2 separate regions of the Sus scrofa genome follow, and region 2 is linked to region 1. A link is a contact called in public HiChIP or PLAC-seq data. All regions are on one chromosome and are shown on one strand. The core of a region is the stretch at or near the end of the contact, and the rest is flanking DNA. Distances in the headings are between cores, read along the strand shown. Region 1 holds the start of CEBPE (CCAAT/enhancer-binding protein epsilon). Region 2 holds the start of HAUS4 (HAUS augmin like complex subunit 4).

What was found. HiChIP or PLAC-seq counts read pairs in DNA pulled down with a chosen protein or histone mark.
Region 2: an H3K27ac HiChIP or PLAC-seq map of alveolar macrophages shows a contact between it and region 1. The contact joins the promoter of HAUS4 here to the promoter of CEBPE in region 1. A contact is called at or near these places in 5 of 47 Hi-C or Micro-C datasets (blood, fetal heart ventricle, heart right ventricle and 2 more) and 1 of 2 datasets of contacts at active chromatin or transcription factors (alveolar macrophages).

The regions. Positions count from the first base shown.
Region 1 is chr7:75,924,967-75,928,002 of Sscrofa11.1, forward strand. It overlaps CEBPE (CCAAT/enhancer-binding protein epsilon), which reads left to right and starts at 1,686. Exons shown (of 2, transcript XM_001924414.4): 1 at 1,686-3,036.
Region 2 is chr7:76,084,447-76,087,432 of Sscrofa11.1, forward strand. HAUS4 (HAUS augmin like complex subunit 4) reads left to right here and starts at 1,334. Exons shown (of 9, transcript NM_001244156.1): 1 at 1,334-1,517.

The sequences.
Region 1 (3,036 bases), core at 436-2,935:
TCCTTTCACCCCCTGGGGGGTTGCAAGAACTAGACTATTACCCTTTCCTCAGGTTGATGCCACATCCTTGCATGACCTTGGGCGGCTCAGTCTCTCAGCCTTGTTTTCCTCCTTTATAAAGCAGGGATAAAAATACCATCTGTCTTGCTTACTTTCCTATTTAATTCACAGGCAAATGGTCTGCAAGGAAAAGCGTATGTTTCAGTAATCGAAAAAGCATAACACCAGAAATGGCAAGGCCTTAACTATCGTCACTATTTGGGGTGTCATTTCTCCTCATGAAGACAAGGGCCTGGCCCCAGTCTTCTCTGCCTGCACGCTCTTCCTGCAACTGCACTGCGAGCCCCATCTCAGCCATGTTTCCTCTTCCTCCTTCCAGGCGTCTGGCCCTTGCCAGGGCTGTGGGAAGCTGCCCTCTGCCGGCTACCTGATTCCTGACTGCAGCAGCCCCTCAAGTCCTGAATTTTGGACGAATATTACCACCTGGTGGTTAAATGAGACACTGCTGCCAAACTGAAGCAGCTCAGCTCTGAGACCTGTTTGTCACAGGGTCCTTTGAAATGGAGAGAAGGCAGAAATCTCCCCCATCTGGGTACCTGAGCTCTGTCTCTTGGATGCAAGCAGATCTCCCCATGCCAGCTCGGGACCTTCAGAGAAAGTACCTCAGACTGTACACAGAAAGCTCCTGGGGGAGTTCCTGTCGTGGCTCAGTGGTTAACGAACATGACAAATATCCATGAGGACGAGGGTTCGATCCCTGGCCTTGCTCAGTGGATTAAGGACCCATTGTTGCCATGAGCTGTGGTGTAGGTCACAGACGCGGCTCAGATCTGGCATTGCTGTGGCTGTGGCATAGGCCAGTGGCTACAGCTCTGATTGGATCCCTGGCCTGGGAACCTCCATATTGCTGTGGGAGTGGCCCAAGAAATGGCAAAAAGACAAAAAAAAAAAAAAAAAAAAAAAGAAAGAAAGAAAAAAGAAAGAAAGAGAGAGAGAAAGCAAGCAAGCAAGCAAGCAAGCAAGCTCCTGGGGGAGGTGGAGGGAGGGGATGCTAAGTAGAGGGGTAGCTTGCCTGATTTGCAGGGAGCCCTGTCTCAGGCTGCCTACGTTATCTTTATTTATTTGCTTTTTGTTTTTCAGGGCCACACCCACAGCATATGGAGGTTCCCAGGCTAGAGGTCTAATCAGAGCTGTAGCCGACGGCCTACACCAGAGCCACAGCGACACCAGATCTGACCCACATCTGCAAACTACACCACAGTTCACAGCAATGCTGGATCCTTAACCCACTGAGCGAGACCAAGAATCGAATCCACATTCTCATGGACTGTAGTCGGATTCTTTTTTTTTTTTGGTCTTTTTGCTATTTCTTGGGCCGCTCCCACGCCATATGGAGGTTCCCAGGCTAGGGGTCCAATCGGAGCTGTAGCCACCGGCCTACACCAGAGCCACAGCAACGTGGGATCCGAGCCACGCACGTCTGCAACCTACACCACAGCTCATGGCAACGCCGGATCGTTAACCCACTGAGCAAGGGCAGGGACCGAACCCACAACCTCATGGTTCCTAGTCGGATTCATTAACCACTGCGCCACGACAGGAACTCCAGTAGTCGGATTCTTAACCTGCTGAGCCACAATGGGAATTCCTGCCTACTTTTTTTAGCATTTAGTGCCACATGTAGCTGCTCCGCATTTGCCCCCTTATGGCCTGACCCTTGGTGTGCCTGACTTATTAAACCTTCTGGCCTCCACAGGGCACGGACAGAATTTGCTGGTGACAAAGATCCAGTAACATATTTCCACATGTCCTTTCCTTTGCACCGCACCCAGAGTCCCTTTTGCAGATACAACAGGTAAAAGCAGGGCCACAGCAAGTGCCTCTGACAGGAGGGAGTGGGGAGTTCCCAGAGGAAAGAGAAAAGGGAAGAGAGAGGGGGCCCAGCCTGAGACCAAAAGTGCAGAGCGAGCCATGGGCTTCTCCTGGAGACCCTGAAACAGAGCCCCAGGAAGAGGTGATGACAAAAGAGAAGGCTTCTCAACCCTCACAAGAGGAAGTGGACCCAAGAGACACGCATAGAGGTCAGAGAACGGCCATGCAGAAGGAAAAACAGCAAACCGAGCTGCAGCGAGCGCCTGAGCCCTGCGGCCCAGGCACAGGAAGCGGGCAGAGCCCTCAGGACCCAAGGAGGGCAGAGCGCCAGCCTGAAGCTCTGGCAGTGCAGGCCGGACGCTGGAACCACGAGAGGAATGTAGCTGCCAGTTCCTGGGGCAGCAGCCTGCTGGGCCCTGGAGCACAGGGCCTAAGCCCTGAGCAGGTGCCTCAGCCAAGCCTGGGCAGTCACAGCCCATGCCAGGCTGCTAGCGCTGGCCCAGGCTGGAAACACGTGAGGGCTTGGGCTCTTGCACAGAGCCGGTGCAAAAACCTAGCAAAAGAGCCTCCTCTGCATCATGAGACGGGGCCTCGTATAAGGCTTAGTCCCAGGCTGATAACTACTTCCTAGACCCCTCAAACAACACCCCTTGGCCTGCACCCCGGAGAGTGGCTCAGAGAGGTGGGGCTACAAAAGGAACTGAGCGGCCCTGGGGGTAGGTGGAGCCCAGCCCTGGGAGGTGGGGGGGACTGAGAGGGAGGCGTGTCAAGGGAGGAGCTCAGATCAGGCTGGGGGTCGGCACTGGGAGAGGGTTTTCTCTGTTCGTTCTGACGGGGCACTCATTCTGCACAGGACTTTTTGGAAGTCGGAGGGAGGAGGACACTCAGAGTGAGGGGTTGCCCTCAACGGGGATTCCAGAATCTCCCGGACTCGAATGAGAGGGGGAGGCCTCTTCCCAGAAGCATCAGCTTCTGGGCATCTCAGAACCCTGGCTCAAGCCTGACCAGAGTGCCCCCCTACTGCGAAACAGGCCAGGGCCCCCATTTCTCTAAGGCCTGCATCCCTCCCTCCGGGGTGCGCCCTGCCCCTCCCTGAGTCACCCCAGGGAGAGAGGGGAAAAAAGGGAAGAGAAAAGAGGCATTGACTACAGAGGAAGGAAAAGG
Region 2 (2,986 bases), core at 84-2,583, 160 kb after region 1:
AGGTCAAGCCCAGAGAGGAAGTCAGGGACAAGGAAACTGTCTTCCTCCCATCACTGTTTTCTCTCCTTCCCACCTCCTGCTGAGATTCCCCCATTGGCTGAACCCAGTCAGGGAACATGAGAACTCTAAACTTCCTAGGTAGTCCTTCCTTTCCACATAGGGTGTTGAAGAGCAGATGTGGATCTGGGGGGCCAAATGGAAGACATCCTGCTCATTGGTCTAGAGGTGGGCAGGTGACCCAGTCAGGCCAATGAGAGGTATGGGCAAGCCTGCTGGGTGCTTCCAGGAAAGACTTTCTTCCCTGTCATAGAAGAAGGCTCTTCTTCTTACTGCCTGTTTGGGATGCTGTTGAGATCATGTACTTCTGGGACTTCTGAAGCCACTTTGTGACCACGAGGGGATTGCAAAGAGACCTGCAAACAACTTTGATACCAGGTTGCTACTAAAAAGGCTTAGGACCCCCACTTCTGCACTTCTTGTTAAGCAAACAATAAACGTCTATACTGACTTTTTTTTTTTTCTTGCCATTTCTTGGGTGGCTCCCGCAGCATATGGAGGTTCCCAGGCTAGGGGTCTAATTGGAGCTGTAGCTGCCCGCCTACGCCAGAGCCACAGCAACGCGGGATCCGAGCCGCGTCTACAACCTACACCACAGCTCACGGCAATGCTGGATCCTTAACCCGCTGAGCAAGGCCAGGGATTGAACCGGCAACCTCGTGGTTCCTAGTTGGATTCGTTAACCACTGAGCCGCGACGGGAACTCCATATATTTTTTAAAAAGACATTTTTAATGAAAGAGACGTAAAGGAGAGGGCAGAGGAGAAGCATGAGGGAAGAAATTGGAGAGGAAGCCCGCCCAAGTAGAAGGGCTGGCAGCACTTGAGCAAGAGACCTGCAGGCAGGCTTGGAATGGGCGGCCGGTCTGGGAAAATTCAGAGGGCCCTTGGGTCAGGTTTACATTCTGCCAGCTGCGACCTTGAACATGCCTCCTAACCTCTTTGCGCCTTAGTTTTCCCCTCTGTAAAATGGGTATGATAGTGACTTTCTCATAGACGCTGTTAAGAACTAAACGGGGGCGGGGCGAGGCGAGGCAAGTCAAAGGCTTGACATAGTGTCTGACTCATCGTGGGCCCTCAATAAGAGCTAGCAATTATTACCAGCTTCTCAGCGTTTGCCCTCGACATGGGGACGGTACCCGGAGAAGAAGCAAAGACGTCTTGCTTCAAAACTGGTCACAGGCTGTTGGGGTCTAAGGGGTTGCACGCCCGGCGAGGGGCGGAGCCTGCCGTTCCCGCCTAGAGCGTGGCCCCGCCCCTCCGACGCGCTTTCGGCATTATCCCCGCCCCCGACGGTCCCGCGAGGTTCTCCGGTGCCTAGCTCCTAGCCTCTGCGCTGGGCCGCAGGGAGAGGTTCCGGACCCCGGGCGTGGGCGGGGGGCTGGTGTTGCCACCACTGGCCTGCCCACTCCAGCCCCCTCGGCATCGCCTCTGGAGCTTCAGCTGCCGCATGCTGTGCAGGTTTGCCTCGGAGGGTCAGCGGGCGGCGCTGCGGGGAGGAGGAACGCTAGGAGGGTCAATCCAGCCAGTCCGCAGTCTCCCGCCACCGAGACCGCGCTCGCCCTTGGGAATCCTTGGCCGCCCAGACGGAAGAAAAGTAGGCGCCAGAGAGCCCGCTCCGCATTTTGATTCATCTCGGGCCCTTTAAGGGTCACATCTTGTGAAAATACCTGTAAAATCAATTTAACGTTCAGTGCAGCGTGTAAAGACAGCTCTAAGAATTTAAAAGACGCCTGAGTCAGAACATTTAAATGCTTAGGTCCTTGCAGCAGCGTTTTCACACGTCTGAGTGCAAAGGGTGGAGAATGGAGCCTGATTGCCGCCACCGTTCCCGCCCTGTAACACTTTAAAAGGGTAAAGAAAAGTACCCTAAAAAACCCCAAGTGGGCAGTTCCCCTAGGGAGGGAAGAACAGCTAGCGTTTTTGAAATTTGAGTTGGTCCTCATTTCCGTGGATGAAGTTTGCCTGCAAAATTTACTTGCAGGCTTAGATCCGTGATAAACAGAATTGCTAAAACACTGAGCTTAACTAAGTAGTGGCTTTTGTTGACAAGTCGATTGTTATTAATTCTTAATGTCTCATCCAAGGCAGGAATCGTTATCTCAGTTTTGCAGGTGGGGAAAATTTGGCACAAAAAAAGCATTTCCCTTAAATTCACACAGAAGCAACAGCTGAGCTGCAAATTAAGTCCTAGAGTTCTGCCTCCTCAACTGCGTCCCCCTCTGGACCATGTTACAAAACAAATGAGTCCTTACTTTGATGTTACTCATAAAACGAGGGAGTAAACCAAATGTTCTGTGAACATGAAGTGTTAAATCATAATAACCTGTGTCTGTTCTGCTTTGGGAGGCTCAGCTGCCCTTTGGGATTTGATACTTTACAGAGAGGCGGGGTGGAGCCAAAAAAAGGTGGGGGGAGTCATGTCAAGGGAAGAATTTTGCCTCAGGGGTCCACCCTCTGACCATCTTTACTGCCCCTTTGTGTTGATGTCACTCTTTTCAGTGTTCTCCGTGTTCTGGCAAAACGCCAACAGCGCATGTCCACCTGGCCAGGCTCAGCCGCATTATTATTATTATTTTTTTGTCTTTTTGCTATTTCTTTGGGCTGCTCCCGCGGCATATGGAGGTTCCCGGGCTAGGGGTCGAATCGGAGCTGTGGCCACCGGCCTACGCCAGAGCCACAGCAACGCGGCATCCGAGCCGCGTCTGCAACCTACACCACAGCTCACGGCAATGCCGGATCGTTAACCCACTGAATAAGGACAGGGAGGGAACCCGCAACCTCAGGGTTCCTAGTCGGATTCGTTAACCACTGCGCCACGACGGGAACTCCTCAGCCGCATTATTAATTCATCTGTGCCTTACTCCTTTTGGCACTGACCTCCCTGTCAGTCTTCCTGTCCTGTATTTTCCTCCAGGTGCTCTTTACCA